Linked DNA regions of Mus musculus: regions 1, 2, 3 and 4 are each linked to region 5. Evidence: chromatin contacts called from public HiChIP or PLAC-seq, Micro-C and promoter capture Hi-C data. All regions are on one chromosome and are shown on one strand. The core of a region is the stretch at or near the end of the contact, and the rest is flanking DNA. Distances in the headings are between cores, read along the strand shown. Region 1 overlaps Rgma (repulsive guidance molecule family member A). Region 2 holds the start of Chd2 (chromodomain helicase DNA binding protein 2). Region 3 overlaps Chd2 (chromodomain helicase DNA binding protein 2). Region 4 holds the start of Rgma (repulsive guidance molecule family member A). Region 5 holds the start of Mctp2 (multiple C2 domains, transmembrane 2).

Evidence for each region. Promoter capture Hi-C pulls out the DNA fragments that hold promoters and counts their contacts. Hi-C and Micro-C count contacts between places; a contact is called where the count stands out from the background. HiChIP or PLAC-seq counts read pairs in DNA pulled down with a chosen protein or histone mark.
Region 1: an H3K4me3 HiChIP or PLAC-seq map of stem cell-derived neural progenitor cells shows a contact between it and region 5, with 7 times the contacts expected there. The contact joins the enhancer-like site here to the promoter of Mctp2 in region 5. A contact is called at or near these places in 5 of 39 promoter capture datasets (embryonic stem cells, hippocampal neurons, liver and 1 more), 2 of 484 Hi-C or Micro-C datasets (LSK cells and Sertoli cells), 8 of 115 datasets of contacts at active chromatin or transcription factors (embryonic forebrain, embryonic stem cells, epiblast stem cells and 2 more) and 2 of 9 other capture datasets (embryonic stem cells and pancreatic islet).
Region 2: a contact with region 5 is called in a promoter capture Hi-C map of pre-B cells, with 6 times the contacts expected there. The contact joins the promoter of Chd2 here to the promoter of Mctp2 in region 5. A contact is called at or near these places in 2 of 39 promoter capture datasets (liver and pre-B cells) and 3 of 115 datasets of contacts at active chromatin or transcription factors (effector CD8 T cells, embryonic stem cells and pro-B cells).
Region 3: a promoter capture Hi-C map of pre-B cells shows a contact between it and region 5, with 6 times the contacts expected there. The contact joins the enhancer-like site here to the promoter of Mctp2 in region 5. A contact is called at or near these places in 3 of 39 promoter capture datasets (liver and pre-B cells), 2 of 115 datasets of contacts at active chromatin or transcription factors (effector CD8 T cells and embryonic stem cells) and 1 of 9 other capture datasets (embryonic stem cells).
Region 4: a contact with region 5 is called in a Micro-C map of embryonic stem cells, with 5 times the contacts expected there. The contact joins the promoter of Rgma here to the promoter of Mctp2 in region 5. A contact is called at or near these places in 5 of 39 promoter capture datasets (the 3T3-L1 cell line, hippocampal neurons, liver and 1 more), 3 of 484 Hi-C or Micro-C datasets (LSK cells, embryonic stem cells and liver), 6 of 115 datasets of contacts at active chromatin or transcription factors (astrocytes, embryonic forebrain, embryonic stem cells and 2 more) and 3 of 9 other capture datasets (adipose tissue, embryonic stem cells and pancreatic islet).

The regions. Positions count from the first base shown.
Region 1 is chr7:73,397,411-73,402,493 of GRCm38.p6, forward strand. The region is part of intron 2 of Rgma (repulsive guidance molecule family member A); the gene reads left to right. LOC115486533 (a long non-coding RNA gene) reads left to right here. Exons shown (of 2, transcript XR_003946803.1): 2 at 1-5,083. Among named protein-coding and RNA genes, the nearest start is that of A730056A06Rik, 24 kb to the left of the region's middle. Within about 2 kb of position 2,276, at least 133 of the 459 cell types and tissues checked have an H3K27ac peak or open chromatin away from gene starts, as enhancers often do. A contact at or near this core is called in Sertoli cells, embryonic forebrain, epiblast stem cells and 2 more, where this site is marked.
Region 2 is chr7:73,539,785-73,545,016 of GRCm38.p6, forward strand. It overlaps Chd2 (chromodomain helicase DNA binding protein 2), which reads right to left and starts at 1,962. Exons shown (of 39, transcript NM_001081345.2): 1 at 1,462-1,962; 2 at 988-1,120. The coding sequence starts at 1,049. It overlaps Chaserr (CHD2 adjacent suppressive regulatory RNA), which reads right to left. Exons shown (of 5, transcript NR_037569.1): 5 at 14-4,598.
Region 3 is chr7:73,513,997-73,518,947 of GRCm38.p6, forward strand. It overlaps Chd2 (chromodomain helicase DNA binding protein 2), which reads right to left. Exons shown (of 39, transcript NM_001081345.2): 4 at 1,730-1,816; 5 at 94-155. Among named protein-coding and RNA genes, the nearest start is that of Chd2, 25 kb to the right of the region's middle. Within about 2 kb of position 3,610, at least 150 of the 459 cell types and tissues checked have an H3K27ac peak or open chromatin away from gene starts, as enhancers often do. A contact at or near this core is called in embryonic stem cells, liver and pre-B cells, where this site is marked.
Region 4 is chr7:73,374,021-73,379,331 of GRCm38.p6, forward strand. Rgma (repulsive guidance molecule family member A) reads left to right here and starts at 1,500. Exons shown (of 4, transcript NM_177740.5): 1 at 1,500-1,868. The coding sequence starts at 1,855. A730056A06Rik (RIKEN cDNA A730056A06 gene) reads right to left here and starts at 1,754. Exons shown (of 2, transcript NR_040325.1): 1 at 1,497-1,754.
Region 5 is chr7:72,305,205-72,310,433 of GRCm38.p6, forward strand. It overlaps Mctp2 (multiple C2 domains, transmembrane 2), which reads right to left and starts at 1,391. Exons shown (of 23, transcript NM_001024703.1): 1 at 1,267-1,391. It overlaps Gm39035 (a long non-coding RNA gene), which reads left to right and starts at 1,658. Exons shown (of 5, transcript XR_882214.2): 1 at 1,658-1,835.

The sequences.
Region 1 (5,083 bases), core at 1,026-3,525, 1.1 Mb after region 5:
TTCCAGTCGCCCAGTTAATTTGACTGAGTGTCCTCAGGAACCATCATTCCTGATGAGGAGGCAGAGCTGGAGGAGGCGTTACACACAGCCAGTTACCCAGCAGTGCCCAGTGGCAGATGCCAGACTCCTGCCCTTTGCAGATTTTGGATAAACACGGTTGTTAAATTTGCTGTATAGCCTGTTGAAGCTCTGCTGTTGAGCTGGTGAGCCTTAAGATGTGGGTTGGGGGAAGGGAATGCTGGGGCAAGAAAGAACTGTGGGACTGTGATCCTGGGCAACCGTATGAAGAGTGGCCTCCCAGTTCCCACAGTGCATTGCAGTGCTTTCTCAGCCCCCAAAGGCCTTTCCTGTCCTTTCTGGTCCTCTAACTTTGGTTTCCAAGATGGAAACCTGGTCAGGGGGACAAGGCTGAGAGCAAAAGGGAGCTTTGGGGCACTGTCACGGGGCAGGGAGACATGCCAGCAGGGGTTCAGTGATGACTCCTGACCTGTTTCACTCATGCTAGGACACCTAGACACTTACTACAGGGCCATTCTACATAGAAAGGAGTTCAGCGTTGTGCCTCCCACCTGGATACCAGCCTGGCATGCGCTCTTCCAGTACCTGCAGACTGCAGGGAGGGAGACAGTGTGCCTCTGTGGTGGGTTTTTGTTTCTTTTTTTCTTTTCTTCTCCTCAGAGGTGTTTTGACCTGCCGCTGAGCACAAAAGCCTAGATGGCTGGAAGCAAAGTCCTGACTATAAAGCTGTCACCTCAGGTGTGAGCCTGGAGTTAGTAACAGGGGTCATGCTTCAACCAGAACCACCACAGCTCTCACCTGCAGCTTCATTGTCCTGGGAAAACCTTTCTTACCTCCCTTACCACTCGTGCCCAGGGCTGTTTTATTTCTCCCCCAAAGCAGGATGTTCCTGGGGTGAGGACCTTGTCCCTTTGCTTGACCCCCTATGGGCCCGTTACCCAGGCGTGCTCTCAGCCTTCGGTTGATAGGCAGCCTATGCCCTCCCACTATAGGGCGGAGTCAGGGCTTTCCACGCCCACCCTTCTTGCTCAAGCGCTGTTTCTCCACGGCTCCTGTGGGAGCTGGGGAGGGTGGCCTGTTTGGAAAGCTGAGGTGTGCCCTTCTCCTTGGCAGTCAGTCATCAAGGGTGCTTGCAACAACTTGGCATGTGTGGAGGCTGAGGCAGGGCAGCCTTGGCAGGGTGTGACGGAGGAGGCAGTACTGTCCTGCCCCCGGCTCTAGGAGTGGCACTTAGCCACTTCTGTCCACGCTGGGTAGGCAGTGAGTTCACCCTCCAGGGCCCGGCCCCCCAACAATTTTGCCTTCTCTTCCTGGGTCACCTGAGGTTTTCCCCAAAGCTCCCTTTTGCTCTCAGCCTTGTCCCCCTGACCAGACTCGGAAGGAAGCACGTACAATTCCCAGTAGAGCTAACGGGTGGGAAACACATTGCCATAAAGTGGCGGTTCTGGGGCCCTTAGGCTGCCTGGCCCTGGAATGTCACCCAGGAGCGGTGATCCCTTCTAGGATCTGCAGTGATAGATTAAGTGAGGCAGGCTACGCAGCACCTGGGAAAAAATCCAGTCTGCTGGGTGTGTCCCTCTCAGGATCTGGGGCCAAACACCTGGGTGTTTACGCCAGGATGATTGAGTGAAATTCTTGCAGGAGCGGCGCCAACAGGGAGCCTCGGGCATCTGTCCTTGTCCCGTAACACCCCCACTCCATCCCCACGCCCACCAAGATTCATTACTGTGGGACTAGAATAAGCAGGAGACCCCTACTTAGTGCCCTTCCCCTACCTCCTTCAGGATGCTGATGCGACCCGTTTCCAGAATCCTATCTAAGGTCTGCTTCCCGCACTAGGTGGACAGTGAGGAAAGGGACACGGAGACTTCAGACTTCAGGGTTGGCCCCTCCCCGAGGCAGGCAGACTTATAGAAGATTCCTTCCACCCGCCTGTGTCCTAACTGAAGCTATTGCCTCTTAAGTCCTACTGTTCACTAAGATAGAGCACCGGTGCTGGGGCTGCCTGCCGCTGGGGCTTTCTTTCGGAGCTCGTCACTGGCTGAGGTCATCTTGCAGGTGCTTCATTCCTAGGCTTGCCAGGAAGGTGAACTCCCCTCCCCCTCCCAAGGGCGGTTCCACCGAGGGAGCTAAGCTTGGGAACCGTAAGGTTCCAAAAGGCCGAGGCACACAGCAGGACACCGCTTACACTTCAGAGTGCCAAGTGACAAAGGGAACAGAAAGAGCTTGCTGAGCTTACAGTACCTCAGAGCCACTCACATGCAAAGAAGCTAGAGGCCGGAGGAGAGCAGAAGGGTGGTGGGAACGCCAGCAGTGGCGACTCCAGGGACACCTTTCCTTTTTCATCTAGTGCCCCCTGGTGGCAGAATCTATCAGGATGCCAGCCGATTAGCGGGCGTGGGGGCTGGGAGGGGGACGGGACGATTCCTGTTGCACCGGCAAAGGGCAGTGATTTGAAGTTGGGCAATAGCTGCCTCTTGAGAGTCTTCACTGATAAGGCCATGCCTCCATCCAGACTTAGATGAAACATTCCAGAATTCGTTAAGGCCAGCCCCACCTAAGCACAGAGTGTGTTCCGAGAACGGCGTCCATCACAGTTCCCAGCGCACATCAGGAGCCAGATCTCCGAGCAAGTAAATCAGTTCAGACAGTCGCTGTGCAGGCAGAGTTGGAAACGTCTTGACCCTGGAGCTTATGTTCCAAGGGATACTTACCTCTTTAAGAGAAGGCAAGGCTGTCTCCCTCCCGTAGTACCCTGCCCCTCCCCTAGGCCTCTGAAACCTGATCTAATCCCTTTGCACGCGGGTAATTTATTGGTCTATTGGGCTTTTCTTGGTGGCAAATTACATTGTCTTTATTCCTAGGCTCTGGCCCCGGAGTGCCTCGAGGAATTCCTAAGACTCCTTTCTCATGGTTGATCCTTCACACCCCCTCTGGGCCCCGGCAAAATAAGTTTTATTGGGATGCTTTGTCATGCAAACAGGGTGGTAATAAGCAGGCTATTATTCCGAAAGATTGGGCTTGATTAACAGCTCAAAGGAGGACTTGAGAACAAACGGATCTGTTGCTGTACTAGCAGAGCAGATTTTTTTTTCCTTATCATGCGGGTCCATTTAGTATTCTGAGATCCTGCTTTGACTTTCTGCCTCCCAGAGGGGTTGCCATCCACCGAAAAGTAATGACATCTGAGCCTGAGCCATGTGGCTCAATCCAATTGGGAGGCACTGTGGAGCTCTACCTTTAAAATGTGAGTGGCCAGCTATGAGCGCATACATGCTCCCTGAACCCTGGATACATGGGAGACCCAGGGTTCCACCAGACAGAGTTGGACACAGGTGGGGTTGGGCGGGGCGCGGTGTACGCATGACATCTGAAGTCTCAAAAGATGCTTTCAGTGTGAGTGCTGTTCTCGGAACACACTCTATGCTTAGGCGGGGCTAGCCTTACAAATTCTGGAATGTTGCATGATGGTATCAGCAAAGATTATCAAGAGGTGCAATTCACCGGGTAGTGTGAGAGTCAACAGGGACCCAAGAAGCTTCCTCAGCCCCACAGTGATTAGAAATAGAAGAACTGAGTGAGAGAAAGACAGAATCAAGATGAGGAGGGCCTGTTTATGGGAGATTGATGGACCGATGCGGGAAAGATGTGTCCTGTAGCCACCTTCCTGAGGCCCTGAATGAAGCTGGCCAGGTTACTCAAGGCTCCCAGAGGAGCAGCTGCCAGAGAAGGTAGCACGGAGAAGGAAGCCTGGGGCACCTCTGTGTATATCAGATACCGAAAGTGGGGTGGGGCCATTACATTTTAGCCTAGATCTGGGGGGTTCTACAGGAGGGCACGGAAAGAACTCCCCGAGAAGCAGCTGGAAGCATCCGGGACAGGAAGCACCCTTTCTGCCCTAGCGATTTTAGGACATGTTCAGGGGGTTCCTGTGGGTGAGTCCAGACAGGGCCACCGTTTCTGCAGGCCTATGGACTCTCTTGGTCCAGATATCATTCTCAAGATTATAGCTGAAGATTGGAGGGTTAATGATAGTTCAAGACAAACAGTGCCTTCGGCTGAGCTTGTGAAGGGGGCCAAGATCCGTGAGGCACCTTTGTACTTAGATGAGGTAATTCTCCAGGTCCCAGGTCGTGAGAGTCAAAGGGGACCCCAGGAGGTTCCTCAGCCCCAGAATGATTAGAAATAGAAAAACAGGGTTGCTGAATGGCTCAGAAGGGTGAAGGGGCTTGCCACCAATACTAACCACCTGAGTTAGTCCCACAACCCACGTGGTAGGAGACCGATTCCTACAGGCTGTTCTCAAACCTCCACATACGTGCTATGGGATATACACGTGCACACATCCATGCCTGCATAATACACACACACACACACACACACATGTAAAAAGTATTTTTTTAAAAAAGAAATAGGAAAGCCGGGCAATGGTGGCGCATGCCTTTAATCTCATCACATGGGAGGCAGAGGCAGGTGGATTTCTGAGTTTGAGGCCAGCCTGGTCTACAGAGTGAGTTCCAGGACAGCCAGGACTACACAGAGAAACCCTGTCTCGAAAAACCAAAAAAAAAAAACAAAAAACAAAAAAAAAAACAAAAAAACCAAACAAACAAACAAGGGGGGGGGGGAGGAATGAAAGAAAGAAAGAAAGAAAGAAGGAAGGAAGGAAGGAAGGAAAGAAAGAAAGAAAGAAAGAAAGAAAGAAAGAAAGAAAGAAAGAAAGAAAGAAAGAAAGAGGAAAATGTTTGAGATTCTAATCATGTCCACTCTGGGCCTATTGGCTATCAAGTGAGGTGAATGCCACTCTCTTGTGTGTAATGCCCAGAAAAAGAGCGTTAGCCTGCCACTGTGGGGCAGTGAGCATCCTCCTGCCAAGCAGAAAGCGTTCAGGGCTGGCTCTCCTTTGTTGGCACAAGCTGCTGTAACTGCTATAAGATGTGTCACACACTGGAGCAATGTGTGCATGAACACTGGCCTCAGAAGGCCCAGTTTACTGCCTGAAATCCTTTAAACAAAAAAAGAAAGAGAAGGAAAGGAAAGGAAAGAAAAGGAAAGGAAAGGAAAG
Region 2 (5,232 bases), core at 712-3,211, 1.2 Mb after region 5:
ATACAACAAAAAATATCTTATATGCTTTATTACTTCAGCCACTGATAAGCTACTTCAAAGAATGAAGGAGAAATCATGATTTAAACAAACAGCACATTAAAAAGCTTCAGAAGAGAAAGCATTACAGGACACTGTCAAAATAAATGGATACATTTAAAGCAGCACCAACTAAAACATAAGGATAAAATAAAATACAATTATTATCAACCAGAAAGAACTGTCTTAATATACACAAACATAAACCTTGTAATATTTTAAGCATAAAAAATACAATTACATTGCCATAGTAACAAACACAAAGCTTAAGTATTAATAGCATTCCAAAATTTTTGTGGTTACAGATTTAATGATCTCAGGAACTATTTATTAAGGTTTTGATAAGTCATAAAAAAAATTTTAATTGTCACGTGTATCAAAAGAAACAATCAAAAATATAAACTGAAAGGCATCAGTCAAGGGGTCCTATTTGTGATTGTGTTTTTAAATGTACATTTTTTCATTCATATAACTTTCTCAAATGTCTATTTACTATAATTTACTACTACCAGGCTGCTCTATGGCCCTCGGTTACAAGTTTGAATATCCCAGATTCTTCAAAGAAAAAAATTTGCCTTGTATGTAAAATGGTGCAATGCAGCAATGGCTAAACAGACAAGGTCATTTTTCTGCAGCATGAAAACCTAAAACCTGAAAATTTACTGACAGAAAAACTACAGTTTCTAGGAAAGGCCCCTCCGGAGAAAAGTACATTACCTTCTGAATGCTGTAAGAGGCCTTAAGTCACAACTCAACTTTCATAAATTGATACCAAAAAATCAGGGTGTGGCATGTTAGCAATCTCAAGGTCACGCTTTAAAAACCAACCCAAGTTAGAAAATTCTTGAAATACAGACAGCAATCCATGTCTGTCAAAGTAAACAAGTGTAAGCTGAGGTTTCCCGAAAAAAAAAAAAAAAGAAAGAAAGAAAGAAAGTTGATAGCTCATACCTCGATGCATTGCTGTGTAGCGAACTGTCCTCCTCTTGGCTTTTGTCCTTATTTCTCATCATCTTTTAATTCTTAAATATTAAGGGGGAGGGGGAATCTGTGTTTGCTTTGAAGTCCTGTGCCCAGGTATTTACTGTCAAAAGTTGAAAGAAAGGTGAGGTCCCAGCTTCTGCGGATGGTTTTATTATCAGGAACAAAGTCCTGACGATGTTAGCGATATTCATGTAATGCAACAACGATAAACACCAGAAAAACAAAATATTTCTATTTTTCCGTTTTAAAATGAGAGGGGGATAAACTGAACGACAGAAGCATCACTATCAATAAGGAAAGTTTCTCAAAAGTAACACACTGGATACAAATAACAATCTCTCTATCTTATTGCGTCATCCAGGAATTTCTCATATTTACAGTAAATAAAGCCAAGTTCAACATTAATTTTTTTAAAATTATCACTGATTATCATGGACTTACCTGATCCATGTAGTAGGTCCAAAGCAAGAGTCCTATCTAGTAGTAGAAAAATATCCGATCCAAAATAATTTTTAAAAACGCAAAATTCTCCGTTAAAAAACAAAAAGTAAATGAAATAATCCTCAAATATGTTGACTTGTCAAAAAATAAAGCAATAATTAATACTAAAACAGGTCCGGAAGGGGAAAAAAAAACCTCATTAGGAGAGCGCACAAAAATGGAGGTGCGCCATGGCTTCTAAGCTGGAAAAAACAACGACCTGGGCTCTCAATACGGCAGCTTCTTCCAACAAGGCACGAAAAGAAAGCTCCTAAAAGCAGCTTTTCTCCCAAAAAAAGGTTCGGATCGACCCCAGTAAGTCACTAGAAGAGGCAGGGGGCTGCGGGGGCCCCCTGAGGCTGCCCGAAAGTTAGGGAAAGTTGCGTAAAGTGAACCGAAGCAGGGAGCAAAGCGCGCTCTCTCTAAGGCACAGCCGCCATCTAGAGCCTCCTTCCCAGCTCTGAGAGCTCTGCCTTTGATTGACACTCTCTACATTTACCCCACAACTCAGGTGATGTACCATAGACCCACCCCTTCATCTCCACCAAAAAAAAAAAAAAAAGAAAGAAAGAAAGAAAAAGAACCAGATTCTCCATCCAAGAGAGCCAGAAGACCCCCAACTCCACACCTCCCTGCCCCTCCAGACCACTCCATCAGAGGGAGGGGGAAGGGCTTCTTAACCCCCTCTGGCTCAAGCACCCTTTTTAAGCCAGAGAGAAATGTAATTTGTTCCTTTTGTCTAAAGATCTGCTAAATATTTCAGTCCTTGAGCTAAAATAACTTCCTCCCTGGACAGGAAGTGGAGTTTTATCAAGCCATTTTGAAATAAAGATAATTTCAAGAGACTCTAAAGCTCAGTTTAAGAACTAATCTTTAAAATAATTAACACCCCACCATGGGTAAAATGGCTTGTAAATAGAAGCAACATTTCAACACCATAAATTAAATCAACTCTTGCCTTCTTTATGGTGCCTAAAAACATCTAAAGATTAAGGGGGAATTTTCCACCTCAACTGGAAGGAAGGGGTAATTTTTTACAACTCAAGAGCGCCTCCCTAGTGTTCAACTGCAGTAGAGCAAAAGTTAATACAACCATTTTCCCCCCCAGAAGAAACAAACTTCTTTGTAAACCATTAATCTTGGAAGTGCCACACATCAAACATATTTACTTCTTACATATATTTGGGCATAATTAATAACTTCGAATTCAAGAAATTACACCAACCTTGGTCACCTTTAAATCAAACACTCAACCTCAACTCCAAAATCAAAAGAACCCTTTCACTCATGTTTGAAATCGAATTCTAAGTACACTCACATTTCATCAATCACCGCCACTTAAATAGGCCACATCTACCAGCCAATTATCAACTGTCAAAGACAAACCCCCTCCAGATGGAAGCACGAGGTCTATAGAAACAAAATTACAAATGCAACAAAGTATTCTCTCCCATGCACACAAGTAACCAACCACATACAAATGCCGAAAAAACTAAAAACATTCCTTTACTGAACCCTACTGGTCAAAACCATGACACTCCAGCAAACGAATTCATTTTAGTTTCACTACCAAACGTAATTATGTTAAATCTAAGAAAATGTAAAAAATCAGTTTCAAGTCTACAAACATATTTCCATCAAAATCCAAAAACTCAAGTTTTCAATTTACAAATATCAACCACCTCACATCATCCAAAGAACAAACACTGCATCTGTATTAACCACAGATGTGTATTCTAAGGTAGTTTACATTAATAACAGACTATTTCATTCTTTGTTCTATATACTGAGAAAAACACCACCAATCGTCATTTGGTCAACAAAGTCCCCATCACTGCTTTATCAAATTTATTACCAAAGTAGCAATCAATGAAAATCTGGCATTTGATTTCAACCATGGGTAACCAATCTAAAGCATGGTATAATTCATTTAAACTCCCAACTGCACAAAACAAGAAAAACAAGAATTTTTTTCAAATGTAAATAAATTACACTGTCATATTAGGTAAGCCCTTTAATGTATACCCAAAGACTTTAAAAATACACCTCTAATATAAGACAATACAATACAAATTAGTATAACTCAAATATTCAGATGAGCATTTCACATGGCAAAGGACGACTTTCATCAACAAAAATTGAAAGACACTGAGACTGTCTTGGACTATACAGGAAATGAGACCAGCACTTTGTTTTATATTATATATTCACTATAATCTCCTGACACATTCAAAGTTACCATTACCCAATGATTAAAATGCAAGATATTTTGAAATGACCCAAACTCAAAGGAATTTATTCAAACCCTATAATAAAAAGCCAGCCAAACTGGGTGTATATAGCTTTAATCCCAGCACTCAGGAGGCAGAGGCAGGAAGATCACTGCAAATTCCAGGCCTGGCTGGTCTACAGACAGAGTTGCAGGACAGCCAAGGATACACAGAGAAACCCTGTCCTGAAAAAATAAAAAATAAATAAAAATAATTTTTTTTTTAAATAGAAGAAAGGGGGAAGGGGGAGAGAGAATATATCTATTTTAACCAAAGGACCATTCCACTTAATCACGGGAAAAATCCAGGTTTTCTAATACACATAAATCCCAAACAAACAAAACCATTCCATTTTACCAGCTTTATTTAGTATACTTTAATGAAAAGCAGCAGCTATAAAGGTCAAAATGTTATCAAGGTAAAATGAACATTTAATGAAAACGTCCACTGAAAAAATTTATAAAAGGCCCAAACTGAGAAATTTTTAAGTTTTAGAGATTTTATTAAAGTTAACATTCCATAAGGTCACTTCAGATCAAACTGCAAGAAATTCCAGGAATACAAACTACCATTTGTAGAATTGTAGAGTCTTCTCCAGATGTCAAAAATGTACATGACATGTAACAAGTCTTTAGGAAGTAAATTCCACTGTCCATTTGTGTTGGGTAAGAATCATTCATTTCATGGAATCCACATTAAAAGAATCCTGTGTTGGTTGTATAATATTACAGCATTCTTGCATTAATCCATTTTCCTCAATTCCCCATAATGGGCTGCCATCTTGATTTCTCAGTGGTAAAGTCCATTTCAAACTCTTCAAGCGGGGTGCTTCATAAAAAATTAGAAGAAAAAAATTCTGTTGGAGTAACAGTCATCTTATTCAAACAGAAAATTCTATCCACTTTGAAGATATTCTCTACCATACACAAGTCTTTAATGAAACAGCACTATTGTAACAACCTCTCAAAGACAGAATCAATGAATTCACATATTTTAAGTTCTCCTGTCACAGATACATTTGTATCCATTAAAAATAGTTAACAGCCAAGGGTCAAATTCTTAAGAACTTAACATGAGTATCATAGTGCATATATGAAAAGTAAAACCAAATATTAAAATTCAAGAATGGTGGGAGACTAAATTACAACCACATGTGGACAATTTCAATGCAAAAAGTTTCCAAGCTCTTTCAAAGAAAACTAATTATATAATCTTAGATTTTTAAAAAAAGCAATAGCTAACTGCATGGCATACTTTAACAGTCTTATAGATATTAATTTTACTTAGAAGCACCTTTATAGCTTCATATCTGAAAGTGGAGTGAATGTAAGTCACATGAAAAAAATCAGAAACATTTCAGCTTGGCTTACTTGGAATTTGCCACAAAAATGCTATCTCTTCTCAAATCATAAACAACTAAATTTCACTTCAAAAACATCATTATGTTCCTCCTGGAAAAATT
Region 3 (4,951 bases), core at 2,360-4,859, 1.2 Mb after region 5:
GACCTGGGACAGACAGAACACAAAGATTGTCCCATAAACGCAGACATATTTAAAACTGTCAGATTAGGTCATTTCCCCATGATAAAGACTTACTGTTTTTTCAGCTGCCTCTGGCCTCTTCTTTTCGGACTCCCACTCTCAGACCCGCTACTTGCCTTCAGTGTGGGAGGGGAAAGATGATTAGACTTTAACTCACAGGAAGACTTTAGATGAAATGAAGCCTGAGTACTTGCTAGGTGCAGCCCACTCTTCTTTTGCTTTGAAAATACAGTGTCTCTTTCTCGTGTTTACACTTCAGAATCATGTGGAGCAGCAACATCAAATACAAATACAACTAACTACCTAAATCATGTCCCTCCAACACAATGAGCCAGCCACCACATAGAACTCAGCACTTGACATGTGCCTACTCTAGGGCTGAGAAGTAAATTTTAAATTTTACATAATTCTAAATATAAATTTTAAAAGCCACATGTGCTAGCAGTAACTGCACAAACCACTGTAGATCTAACAACCTAGAAAAAAAATACCAAATTTAATGAATGCGCCTTAAAGGCACTGCCTACTGATTTAGTCACCTTAGACTCAATGAGCATCAGCAATCATGAATGAAGAACTAACAGCACTAGGCCAAGGAAGGATTATAGTCACAGACAGTGTGACAGCGTCTTCCCCCAAATGAACCAAAATGGCACTGTTCCTACTGCTGTTAGTCCTGGGTCCTGCTAAGGATGTACTGACGTATAAGACAGGACGAGTACACACAGTAACTGGATACAAGGAGCATGGTTCAGTGGTCTGGAAACTACGGGAAAGGGAAGCCCAGGCTCACCAGCTCAGAAGCCACTCACAACTCAAATGCATAAACATGAAGGTGTTGGTGTGAATCTGACTTTCTGAGGACACCTAATAAAACCTGTACCTAACTCCCCAGCATTTGGCTGTCAATACATAGCTTCCATCAAAAGAATGTTACATAGCTAAGAAGTGCAAAATCCTCTTAAGGCAGAAAGGGGACATTTCACTAAGACAGGAGTAAGAATAGCCCTTCAGAATTTACTCTACAAATCTAATATGGAGAGATTTCACAAAATAGTGATACAATCTGGAAAGCATGAAACAAGGGCAACTCTATAGATGTAAGAACCCAGTACACAATACTGACTTTAAAAGTCACAAATCTGGGCACTGGGGACGGAGGTAAGAGATAGGGTGCTTGCTGAGCATGCTCAAGAACCAAGGTTCTGCCCCATCACTAAAAAAAAGTATTCCATCTCAAGTTAATGAGACCAGAATATGAGTATATTAGAAAATAACTTTCTCTCTCACACTACAACTTACATGAACTAGGAAATACAAAATACACTGAGCACCCTCTTTCCTTTCTCTGAAGTGAATCCAAACCACTTCCATGTTCCATGTGTTCAGCAGATAAGTCACTCACTTAAGACAGAATACAAGATGTCTAAAGTCAACTTACCACAATCAACTTCACTCAAAGTCAAGTTCTAATTAAAAGCATCCGACACCATAACTACTGGATTGAAACATGACTTATTTGGTGAGTAGTTTTTACTTAACTTCTTGCCCTACTTATCACAGAAAGGCCCGATTAGAGGCGCTTTAAACTGCCACACCTGAAGCTGTCTCTTTAATAGTAAAACACACCAGTCGCAGATGGGGTGAAAAGGGAACTGAAGTGCAAATCCTTGAATCCGTCTTTTCTTACCTCTTCCTTAACATTAAATCGTGATGGTTCTTGTCTGCTTCGATTTGACCTCCTAACCCCATAAACATCAGGATATTCTTCCCACATCTGCAAAATGAATAGATTGCACATTGAGTCCTTTCCCTAACTCTACTCGCTATTTTCATTATCAGAACATTTATTTCAATCAAACAAAGTCATGTAAATATCCAAAGGGTTGTTTTGCTACATTTGAGAGAAAGTAGTATCCTTTCAAAAGAGTTAAGTATTATCCTAATGAAGGACTTAAACGTCCTTCGCCGCTATTAACTGTATCCCAAACACTGCTAAACTAAAACGTGACCCTGATTTCTTCCAGTAAATGTAAAGTATGGAGGAATTCTAAATTTCCTGATGCTTACAGTTTCAACTTAGAAACAACAAACAAAAACAAAAAAGCCAAGCAGAGGGGCATCACCGAATCCATGCCACAAGGCAGAGTAGCCAGCCAGGATCTGCAGATGAGGGCCTCCTCTGCATTCGCCCTGGTATACCTGTCCTAGCCCACTAGCAGCAGTTAGCACTCTGCCTCTCACCAAGGATTTGAAAATGTAACTCTACAGGAGGGTCCAGCTGAGGAGTTTAGTTTTTCTACTCTCTTCCCCAGAGATTATTATGCTTACAAATGCTCTGTGCTTTTTAGATAAAAATCACAGAAGAGCAAAAGGAATCTGAATGGACTGTGGCACACTGGTGTGAAGATGTTTAATCATGTTTAAACATGTGGAAGAGATGTTAGAAAAGCAAAAGCAGGATTATGGCTCTTATTAAAAACAGACACTAGCCCGGCATGGTGGCGCACGCCTTTAGTCCCAGCACTCAAGAGGCAGAGGCAGGTAAATTTCTGAGTTCAAGGCCAGCCTGGTCTACAAAGTGAGTTCCAGGACAGCCAGGGCTATACAGAGAAACCCTGTCTCGAAAAACAAAACAAAACAAAACAACACAACACAACAGAAACTGAAGTAAATGTCATGAAAACATTCAGAAATTCAGAGCAATGTATATGCAGAGGACAAGAAGCCAGCACAGCCAGTGAATGTTTACAGGGAAGGAAGGGTGTTTTCTCTAGGGAGCCAGCCAGTAAACATTCTAAGCCATGTGGCTATTTCTCTCTGAAACTGTAATAGGAAATCAATCACAAAGCATCCAGGTATAATGGGCAGGGCAGGGAGAGAGCATGACTCCCACAACAGGAGGCATTTCCAAGTCTAGGACAGCACTGGAAACAGGTCCCGCTGTTTCTCTTCAAAGTCTGAATATAATGACTACATTGCCCATGCCTCGCCAGGCACGCACGGTGCAGCATGCCTTTAATCCCAGTGCTTAGGAGGCATCGACAGGCACATCAGTGTGCTTTCAAAGTCAGACAGCCTAGTCTACACAGTGAATTCCAAGACAGCCAGAGCTAAAGACTGAAATCCTAACTAGGGAAAAAACAAGTAGAAAATGGGGTAAAAAAGCAAAAATTCATAAAAGATCAACCAAAAAACAAACAAGACCCCCACAGTATTACTAAGCAAAGGAGAGAATATTAAACAATAAAAAACAACCTACCAAACAAACAAACAAACAAACAAAAATCAGATACAGAAAACAACTTTTAAAAGTTACAAGTGGCCCAAGAATAGGCATTTCAGAACTAGAACCCAATGTAATTCTGTAATTCAATGTATTCCCAAAATAATGACTTTAGAATTATCCCAAATACCCAGGCAGGAGTTAGGAGTACAGTGAAAGAGGCAGATAACTAGCTGCTCACCACACAGGGGGCCAACCTGGGAAAGGAGAGAAGGAGGCTTGTGCTCCAGCCTTTCTGCCCACACCCAGCTACAGAGGAGAAACTCTGTGTATGACTCAGCAGAAAACTTGTGACGCCTTTACTGACTGTGAGGACTCCAAGCTACTCATAGTTCCATACAACTGCCTGTAGGCAGTAAATAAAAACAAGCCAAGGGTGTAGTGGCATATGCCATTTAGTCCCAGTACCTGGGCAGCTGAGGCATGGGGATCTCTATGAGTTTAGGGCAGCCTGATCTACATAGTTCCAGGACAGCCAGGGCTACAAAGTAAGACATACACACACACAAAGCCAGGTATCTTGGCACATGTGTTTAATCACAATACTATAAAGACAGAGGCAGCTGTGAGTTTGAGGTGCCTGGGCTACACAGTGTTGCAGGCCAGTCATGGATTTATAGAGAGATCCTGTCTCACATCAATAAGTAAGTAAACAAACAAACTCTAATGTAAATTTCCCTACTCCTAGCCATCAGCCATCTGATGCCACATAAATGCCAAATACCATTGTGCAGCAACTCTGCTGAACACTAAAACAACTCCTCTGCCTTAAGAGCTCCAAGTGGCTGACTTTTAACTTCATATACTCTGAAATTTTTCACTACTGCCTACAATTTAATATCATCTATAATATGAAAAGTAATATGAATACAAAATTGCATTTTAGACTGTAGCTTAAATTTAAAAGACAACAAAACTTTATTCAGATGTTATTTTTTTTAAAGTGAAAGCAAAGTATTTTGTTCACACACATCTCTCAAATAAAATCTTTATATTTATTTATTTATTAAAGATTTATTTATTACATGTAAGAATACTGCAGTTGTCTTCTGACACTCCAGAAGAGGGAGTCAGATCTCATTACAGATGGTTGTGAGCCACCATGTGGTTGCTGGGATTTGAACTCTGGACCTTTGGAAGAGCAGTCAGGTGCTCTTACCCACTGAGCCATCTCACCAGCCCTCAAATAAAATCTTACAAGTTCCTATGTGGTGGGCTGGGAAGTACCTAAGCTGATGACGTACTTATTTATCAGCAATGCTCAAACCCAACACCACAAAAAAAGATAACACATGCCTTTTTTTTTTTTTTTTTTTTTTTTTTTGAGTCAGACTTTCTCTGTATAGCCCTGGCTGTCCTGAAACTCACTTTGTGGACCAGGCTGGCCTCGAACTCAGAAATCCACCTGCCTCCCAAGTGCTGGGATAAAAGGCATGTGTCACCACGCCCGGCTAACACAAGCCTCTTATCCCAACAGCAGGCACGGGAAGGAGTGGTTCAGAGTCATCCTGACCACGTAGACTACATGATATCCTATGTCCACCTCCCTCCCACCCCCAGAAAAGTTCAGACACCTTCTGATGAAGTCACACAATCACATAATTCTTTTTCACCAAAAAAAGAAAT
Region 4 (5,311 bases), core at 250-2,749, 1.1 Mb after region 5:
AGGAAATAAACGACTAAGACTGCAAAGTGTTAAAACAAAACAAAACAAAACAACCAAAACCCAAGGGGGAGGAGGAAGAAAATGACCCAAGTGATAACAATTATTGTGCCTCTGCTATACACCAGGCTCTCCTGGGTGCTGAGGATGGCATGATGACCCCAAGGTGGTTCCTGATCTCTTGAGTATGATGAGAAGGCCACAAATAAAGGTATAATTACAGATTGATGTCAGAGCTAGGGAAAACAACACCTGGGATTTGAGAATTGGGGACAGGGTTGGAGGAGTGTCCCCAAGCAGAGGATGATAGAGTACAAAAAGGAAATGTAAACACACACACACACTTTCTTGTACAACTCCCTTATTTATAGACAAGGAAACTGAGGCTCAGCAGACCTAAAAGATTTGTCCAAGGTCGAGGCTAATTTTAGAAACGGGGCCAACTGCAAGGCCCAATCCCTTCCTGCTAAAAGCACATGGAGTTTATTTATAGCTCAGTTATAGACTAGTCTAATTCATTTGGCCAATAAACGCAGAACATTGAGTTCAAAACCACATCCCTTAAGACCACAGCATAAATAACGACGAGGGTCTTAATACGGACGATACCTTTTCATTAAATACAGAGTTCTCATCCTATCAAAATTCCAGCGCTTGGTTCAGATTAAGAGAAGATCGGGTCGTAACCCCTGTATAAAATATCCTGGCAGCGCTAACTGTTCAGTGATAATTTGAGTGTGAGCTGTGTGTCCCGGCTGACTTCACACCCCAGCTAGGGTTTCAGACCTATACGTGGTGTTGGGGTGAGACCCTGGAGATGAGCTGCTGGCGGCTGGCTGTGCTCTCCACTGTGTGCGTGAGCTGCATGAAGAATCCTTTTGAGAAGCCCGGAGTTTCCTCTGGCAATCTATGCGAGAAGGGTGCGGGGCGGGGGAGGAAGACGCTGTGACCGGAGGTTACCTCTGAGCTGGACTGCAGAGGGAGGGGTGGGGGAGTACAAGACAGTCTGTTTACTCCAGACTGCGTGTATTCGCGCACTGTGCATGCAATATACATATTATTTATTTTTTCCAATAAGATTCTAAATAGGAGTAAAATCCCTATAGAACAAAGGTGACTTTCGGCAGATGTCAATATTTATCCACGATTGGAAACCTCTAACCACCGTAGGCTCCCAGGTTGAAAACGTGGACTCCAAGCCACCTGGCTCAGGGTTAAGAAAGTTGGATGCGTTAGCGGAAGGGAGGGTCGCTGCACTTGCTGCTCGAACCCTGGGATCGCGAGCCCGCAGGGAGAGTGTGCGCTTTCTGCAGGCTCACCCCCTACGTCCTCACACACCCACTAGCGCGGATCAGCAAGGGTGGGACCGCGGCGGGGCGGGGCCTTTGGAGCCCAGACCCCACCCCTCCCCCTCCCTCTGCTCCGCTCCGCCCGCGCTCGCCCCCCCGCCCGCTCCCGGGGTGCCCGGCCCGCCCCCTCCCTGCCGCGCGCAAACGAACCTCGCGACGCCGCGCTCAGCGGTGGCGGTGGCGGCGACAGGCCGGGCGAGGCAGCAGGTTAGCCCGGGCCGCCCTACTCTGCAGGCGTCTCGGAACTGCAAGCTACGCCGCCCGAGCCCTGCGCCCGGGAAGCACTGGCCAGCCGGCCGCTCCTGAGGCTCGCTCCTCCAGGCGCTCGCAGGCATGCAGCCGGGGAGCAGGCGGAGCGCCCCGGGTCGCTACTGAGTCCGCTGAGCTGCGGGGACCAGCGCCAGCCGGGCCCCTCCCACCTCACCCAGGGGCCCACGAGCGACCGCCCTACACCTAGTCTTCGCGCGCAGCCCCGCCAGCGCCAACCCCCCGCGGGCTGGAGGGGCTCATGCAGCCGCCAAGGTAAGCGCGGACAGCGGGGGCACGGGGTCCTGAGGTCCCCAAGGCGCTGCGGACACTTGCGCTCCGCCGCCTCACTGATTAGTGGCTCCCCCAACCCGGTGTCTCATCTCACACACTTAGGGTTTTGCCTCGGATGACTCGCCTTCGCACTTGGCAGCAGGAAAGTTTTGTGGTTTGGTGTTTTTTCTTTTCCCCCAGCCCCCTAAGATGCTGCCATGAGGGCAGTAGGCGCTGCGCGTGGCTGGGCAGACCCGGCGCCTGTCCCACCCACTGTGTACCGCCTGGAGCTCTCTCTCCTGCGCGGCCACCTCTTCCGGAGGCGAGAGCCCCCCTGACCCACAGAGCTCTTGACAGATCTGATCACCCCGCTGACCCACGGTGAAACCGGATTCTCTCACTTAACCCAGGCCCGGGTTGCAGAAGCTGGAAATGAACGCACCTGCCCCGGGGCCGTCGGCATTGTACATTGTACAGTGTGAGTGACCCTTGCTTAGGAGCGTCCGGTGTGCTAGACTTGGGGTGGTGGCTAAGGGGCAAGGGTCCCAAAAGGTCCGACGTTCCTAAGAGGAAGGCAAGGCACCACGAGGACTCAGCGCCTGACTTGAGCCATGGCTCATCCCTGAGTGTTAACTAGGGGTAGAGGGACAGGTGTATTGGGGGACCGGTGCAAATATGAATGACACTTGGATGCAACTCTTGATTGCATCTTACTAGAGTAGTTGCATTAGATTTTCTCGACGAGGGAGTCAGTTTCCTGAGACTGGAACTTTAATGGGAGCCTGTGTGCTGTTATTATGTGGTGTGGTTTCGGAAGGCGTTGGATTGTATTTATTTTATAAATTGGGTGTCTTGAAGCGGATGGATTAGGGGAAATATCGCCATCTAGCGGAAATGGTGATCTGTACCTTCCTCACAAGCCATGAAGTTGGGCGTTCTCAAAGTTCCCCTATATGAGGAGATGGAGAGATGGGAACTAGCCAACGTGTCCAGAAAGACTGTTTCTCTAGTGCTCAGGCCATCCTGTAAGCGGGGCTTGAGCACCCGCTGCCCGGAGCTTAGCTCTCAGGACCGAATGACGAATTGTATTAGTGGCAGGATATCACCTCCAGGACTGCCATTCCCTTCTGTGTAGTTTTGGGTTCTTCTAGCAAAAATAAAGTAAACGGTCACCTGCCTTTGTCCCTAGGCATCTGGTCCAGGGATCTGGCAAGCCTGTCACGGTCACTTTACTACTCTCTAGTTCATCTGTACCTATATAGTGATTTGTGAAGTTAATGTTAAGCCCTGACTCTTAGAAAAGAGATTAGATGCTAAAGTGTGCTCTTAGGGTAACTGAAGAACGGGAAAGAGCGTCATGCCATCTCCACTGAAAGGGAACAGTGTACCCCCAAATGGCCTCTTGGTTTTTTTGTTTGTTTGTTTGGTTGGTTTTGTTTTGTTTTTTGTTTTTTGTTTTTTTCACACACACAAGGGGAAGAATTTCTGCTGTTCAGGCAGGCCTACTTCCCGGAATGACTGACAGGCAGGATGGCAGCAGTTGGACAAAGGCTCTGGGTGGGGCACCCACGCATCCCGGCGGGCAGGCTGCACGTTCTTTAATGGCTGGATTTGCTGCCACCTTCCAGGCCTGCGGATACTAGCAGGGAATGAGTTCTCTGTGTGAAGGGCGCTCCGGCTCCTTGGAGGGCATCCTGGCTTTCTGCCTGTGATAAAGCGCTTTCTCCGAGAGGCTCCTCTGGGCTTCAGTGGTAGTAAGCAGGGATCCGGCCTCTTTCTTTGCTCTTTTCTCGTAGGTCTTATGTGTCCCAGGCTGTTATTTACTTGTCTATGGAGCCAAAAATGACCTTGAACTTCTGATTCTCCTATCTCATCTAATACATGCATTGTTGGGAATCAAACCCAAGGCTTTTTGGGTGCCGGGCAAGCACTTTAGCAGCTGGGCCACATTCCAAGTTCCAAATCTCCTTTTTTCCCCCAAAACTCTGCCCCTTCATTTCCTTCGCAGATAAAGGCTGGCGCTATCTATCACTCCTAATACACGTGTGGCTCATCTGTCCATCCTACCCCTGCTGTCCTGTCTTGGCTCTGTCTCTCCACTCTCACATATTTGTTTAATAACATGACAGAAGGGTTCCTAGACCAGCTTGGAATCTTATAAAGGGAGCATATCTGACTTTCATTGCTGCCTGCCCGGGATGTAGGTGGATACAGAAGGAAATGCGGCATGGAGGTTCCTACTGAATGTGATTCCTGAGCCTGCTCTACAGCAGTCTTCGGCAGCCCAGGTTCAAAATTAAAGAAGTGGAAACTGCGCATCCCTGACACCAGGACAGGGCATGATGAAGCCAGGATGCTCACTGCTACCAGGAAGCAGGCTGGCATTTTCATTTCCTGGGAAGAAAGGATTCCAGAGATGTGTAGGGGCGTGGCCATAGTGCTGAGTCTAAAGCCCGTGGGTCTCAACCCCCTTGGGGATTGAATGACCTTTCCACAGGGGTCACATATCAGATATCCTGCATGTTACATATTTACATTACAGTTCATAACAGTAGCTAAATTACAGTGATGAAGTAGCAACAAAAATGATTTTATGGTTGGGAGGTCACTGTAGCATATTAAAGGGCCACAGAGTTAGGAAGGTTGGGAACCACGGGTCTAAAGTGCTCTTTTCTGCAACAGCCTTGCTAAATGAATTAGGTTCAAGCACATTTTAAAAACCGTACACGGCTGCAGAATCTCATCCTGCCTTAAAGTGTGCAGGGTAGACAATGAAACAGGTATGTCCCTGAAACCTTCCAAAGTAGGTGTGGGCATGGGTACATCCAAGTGAAACGGCACAGCTGGAGGAGGGTTGTCTGAAAGCATCATAGACTCATTGGAGTATGTTAATTCTACTAAATACTTTAGGACAAAACCCTTTTAAATGGAATTGTTCAGCTTACGTTCGTCTGCTTCTGTTTCTCGGAATCCTTGAGAATGGCTTCGAGTTTCAGACTTTTCATTGTTTACTCATTCAAAAAAACATAACTGAGGTTAGCCTGGTGAGGAGAGTCTCTGGTTCTCCCATCTGTCTGGTTTCCAGCCCAAATAACAGATTCCTTTTTTCTTTACCCCACAGCCTGGTTCTATCCCTTCTCTTAGCAGTAGTTGTAGACAGGGATGAGGAGAAAGTTAAGGTCTGCTTTACCAAGGACACATGCAGAATCAGGCAGACTTCAGGCTCCTTGCTGACAAATGGACATCTTTAAGGAAGACACCTAGTTTCTTGGCTATCCTTTGAGTGGAACATGCTGCACATGGCCTAATCAGGGGTGAGGGACAGGAAGTCTGGTGAGGAATAAAAGTTCATAATGAGGAGGAGGAGGAGGAAGAGGGGCAGTTTTGAGATTTTTGGCAGAAATTGACTATGTAAATGCAAAAGTCTTTAATTTAAAACATTTTAG
Region 5 (5,229 bases), core at 141-2,640:
ACTTCTCATCTGTATGGTGGAATTAATGTCTACTATGTGTATTTTATGCCATAAGATGAAGTGTCTGTTTATATAATTGGGCCCTATTTACCTATAGAACCCTTTATATAATTGGTCCTCATTAATTCTTAACTTTATTTACTGACAGGTTTCATCATTATTTTCAATGTGGCTTATGCCACACTCCTTTAAGACTTACATTTTCCCTATATGGCACCTTTTACCTGAGGTGACCATACTGAAGCAATCATCAATGTGGCCCCAGGCTTTTCTAAACACCACCTGTAAGCTGTAGACATTCTAGGACCCTCCCTTCCTTTGTCTCAACACCTGGCTACCAAACACTAGCTCAGCCTCTTCTTTAGATGGCTTGCCTTTAGCAGGTGTACAATATTTGTTTAATTGAATTGCCACTGACCCAGTCAAGGCCTTGAATACTGATTGTATCATCATCCAGAGACCCCAAAGAATAAATCGTGACTGCATTTTCATATGCCTGGAGAAACCAAAGCTCTAATGCCCCAGGGTTCACGGAGCAGCTCTTTAGCACCTAAAATGTCTGAAGGCTTGTAGCTTGGAGGGCACGCAGGATCCAGCATCCAGGTGCAGCTGGGATCCTCATACCGCAGAGGAGCTAGTCCATTTACAGAGAAAACTCATCTTGTGAAATCTGAGCTTTATTTAACAACTGGACAGCGTAGACAACGTTAGGGAACGAACTGCAGAAACATTCGTTTTGCAAATTCATTTCAATCGTCATCACTTTTGCTTTGTTTGATAATGTGGCTGAGAGCTCATAACCTATGCTTACTCTAAGGTTTTTCCACAGTCCTGGAAGTGAGCAAATGCCAACGCAAAGACAGAAACGCGAGTCTCTACATCTTCAGGAACTCGGAATGCACCAGAGCCCATCCAATCAAAGGACTGACCTCTACAAAGTCCAGATTCGGGAAGCAATGGGGTGATAACTCCACCGGACTCCGGGAAGCCCTGCTGTGCGGCCTTTAAAATGTTAAGAAACGCTGTGACAGACTGCCAACACAAGTTCGCCAACACTTCATGCTTGTCTCTGGGCCAAAAGACACTTCTCTTAACCCCCAGCCGGCAACCACGGGTTAGGAATGACATTAAATCCCATCCCCGGACCCTAAAATCGGTAACTTCCCATTTTGGCTAAAAGCAGAAAGAAGTCTAGCCTCAGTATCAGACTGTTCAGGACCCTGCTACCCTGCCCATACGCATGACCAGGTGACCCACCAATCTCACCTGTCTGAGGCTGAGTCCCCAGGCCAGCACAGGGCGGCGGGCGCGCGCCCCTCACTTGCGTGGGATCCAGCGTTGCTGTCCCTTATGGCTGTGGTCACTGCTCGGGAGAACACCAAGTATCCCTGATGCAAAGGACACAGGAGCTTCCCAAGAGCCGCGGGACTTCCTCGGCCACCCCCTTGTGAGCCCCGCCTTAAAGGGGAGGAGGCGGTCGCGTCACCTTGGAGCCGCCTCCCAGCTAGCGCGGGGGCAGCTGCGGGTGACTCTTCCAGGTGTGACACGAAGGAGTTTGGGCTGTTCGCTAGGCTAGCTGGGCGTGCAGAGCGCGATTACTCCGAAATCATTCGCTTGGATTGGCTCACGGGGGAGGAAGGTGTGTCCTAAAAGTCAAAAGGAAGGAAACAGGAGTGTAGTCTTGCAAACTTGCAGTTACTAAACACTTTTTCTTCACGGAGGCTCCGAAGATCTCACAGTGCTCCTAGTCCGTTCCTAAAAGACCACCAGGCAGAGAACAGCTTCCGTTTTCACTACCACAACCCTAGGAACCAAACCTAGGAAACCTGTGCCATGTGAGTGAGGGTGGCTGGAAGTCACTCACCCAGATCTGTTGGGCCTTGTCCCCTTCTCCAAGGATGAGCTGCTCTGTGGTCTGGGAGTTGTTCTGAGGACTCTGAGACTTAAAGACACTCGCTTGAGATTTTGATCCTCGGGTGCTCAGTAAATACTTGCCTTTTGAATTTTTGTGCTTCCCCCCCCTCCCCGCCCCTGTCTTGCTCCCTTCTGGCTTTGTCGGTTTTGCTGCCCCCCACCCCCACCCTTACCCCACCCCCACCCTACTCCCATTTTCATCCTGTGCTCTGAGAGCCTATGGGTGGCTACAGAAGACTCTGGGAAGATCGGGAATCACCTTTCCTGGGAGCAGTAGTTTTGAGAAGAGATACAGGAGTTTCTGAAATGGTAACCTAGCTGTGGGACAGATTTAGCATTCTATAGGCTGCTGTGAGGATAGGAAATCTGTGACGCCAGGGGAGTGTGATTGGTGCAATTCTGAGCTCTGAACTCAGAAAGCCCTAGAATCAAATCCTGGCCCAACAACTAACTGTACCTAGGCAGATCACCCAGGGATTAGACAGCAACCTTCCCTCTAATAAATCTCAATTTAAATATAACTAGCTCATAGGGTCTGAGAAATTCTAAAGCTAGTACCCAGCCTCTGGTCCACATCAACCATTCAGTAAAGATAAGGTAATGACTAAGTCTCTTAGGTGGGAAGTTAGGAGGGGTGAAAAAGAAGGAAAGTATTTGACTGTAGGAAGAAATAGTGAAAGCCACTGCCTGGACTTGAAAAGTCCACTAACTCAATAGCCAGAAGTGAGGAAGTCAACTTTGCCCTCGTCTAGATGCATGCAATGGGATACTTGATCCTATTTAATATGTACAAGCTTTTGAGACAGGTCATAATATTTCTGATTTAAAACAAAGACATAGTCCCAGACTCTGCTTGAAAGCCTGGATTGAGGTCCCAGAAGAGTCCAGCAAGCAAAACAGGGTGTATCCACTACCCTGACGGTCCTACACCCTCTAGAGAGCAAAGTTAATGGGAGAAAGTCAAGAGAACAGCAGCCTATTAAAAGCAGCAGCTGTTCCTTTAAAGCTGACTAAAGATACAAATGAATTAAGACACTAAACAAAGCCTCACAAGAGACTTTTGTCTTTATCTCCCGCCCCAGTGAAGTTCCTGTTCTGCGGTTCCTGCAGCCCAACCATAAGCTGAAAATGGCTCCCAGCCTTTTGCAAGCATCAATGCTATAGAAAGCGAAAGGGCTACAGACAGAGATGTCTAAGGTGATATCTTCTGCTTGCACCCGCAAAGATGAGCTATCCTGCTCCCTCCGGACCCCACCCCCAGGGGAGTGGACCTTCTGATGTTGGTTTTGTCTTTACCTGTCCTAAGGTATTACCTGCCTCCTCTCAGTGGATTGCACTCTGAGAATCATTCTCTTATTTTAGTACTTGAGTTTTCCTACCTGACCACTCATGGCTACAGTTACAACTCTAATCATGGCTACAGTTAAAACTCTATGTGGCTGATCAATTTTTAATTTGCTGCTGTTATTTTGAATCTCTTGATTTAAGCAGGTTGTGAACCGAGTCTTACTTTATGGGCACTGATCAATGATGTAATTGTTGTTACTTTCAAAAAGTAAAACCTCCCAAGTTTATAATAGGCAGCCTGTTCTCTCTGGCCTTCATAATTCATAGCAGCAATAAGGTATGTGGCTATTCAAGAAATAGCCCCTGTGGTCAGTGACACTGCAGAAGCCGAGATTTCCCACTTCTTGATAAACATCTTTCTTACATTAGGCAATGGATGCCTGGCTGCAGGACAATCTCCTTAAAGCTCTTCGTTTTTTAAATAAATGTCTAGTGCAAATACATGTTCTGTAGGGTCCACATAATCAGAAAATCTAGAATTTTGACTCTTCCCTGCCCCAAGGGGCCATAGTGGATCCCCATGGTCTTTTTAGCTAAGCCAGTCATGGTATCAAGCTATCAACCCAGCCCAAATCCAGAGAGAAGGCCAAGGCTAATCTTAGAAGTTCAAATCTGCTTTTTACCCAATCGAAAGCTTCCATGGCTCTGCTCGTGATGCCAGTAGTGACTAGCCCTTGGCCTCCATTATCATTCCCATTTTCCTTCATTGCAGTTTCTCAGTATTCCGGGAACAATGATGGTAGAAGCTGAAAAGCAACTGAGGTACACATATCTGTCAGGATGCAGACTATGGGAAAATGTATTCTGTTGTCCAAGTGCCAGATGTGTATAGTATACCAAGGGAGTGGTACTCACTTTGTTACATGGTACTGAGAAAATGGCCACCTTTTATGGCTAGTGCAAACAGTTTTTGCTATTCTATTTACTCAAGGAGAGTTTTCTATTGTATAATTGTCATTTAGTCCTCTTTGCCCAGGAGCAGGTGTGGAAACCTTTTAGTAGGTCACTCCTACCTAGCTCCAGTACTTGACAGCTGTCTTCCCCCCACCCCCACCCCCAAAGCTTCCATCCTCCAAGGTAAAGGAGGAACCCTCATAGAAAATGAATTATTTACAAAGCATAGCACAAAACTTTTCTCCTGAACCCATCAATAGAATTTAGGATAATTCTACATAGCACATTATCGCAACTACCTAGACATGATTAACTAAAAATGGTCACAGGTAATAAGGTGCTCAAAATCAGATTTTATGGATGGTGTGAATGAGAATTTGATGGGCGAGATAAACATATGGCAATTGTTGACAAGGGATGCAATCACCGAAAAGCATGGCTCTTGCTGGAGATCTACTTATCAGCTTCATCAGGTGGGTAAAGCAGAGCCAAGCTTACTGTTGTCAAGCCTTGCCCAGGATTCCTCTGCTGGTTTCTCATCTAGTGATCAAGGCCCAACCAGTTAGCTAACTGTTCAAAACCCCACACCAAGAGAGGGTTTCTGGCTATACAGAATTGTCATTGGTCCCTGTTCAATTTTATTGGCTGCTGCTACTATGTTGCTGGCCACACTAAGGGACATATGACAAGTGAACCTTGACAAATGGCTGTTGATTTTACATCTGGACTGGTTGCCAGGGTCAATATATTCAAACTGCTATGACTGTTTAAAGAAGATCCTAAGCATCACTTATCACAGGAGCAAAAGTCTTAATCAGCTCCCACGGGGACCAGCTTGTTTGCATCCTATAGGTTCTAGAAGTAAAGCAACTGCCTTTGTTGTCCCCCTGACTCAGAATGTCCCACTCCTAGCAATCTTCCAGGAATGTGTCTTTGCACATTGTCCAGAGGAGCTACTACTGGCTCTCTTTATTTCCTGAAGTCTGAGAAGGAGCAAGTAGAAGAAGTAGAAGTCTCCAGAATGAAATAGCAGAGTGATGAGCAACCCTCCTTGGTAGCCAATCTTCCATCAAT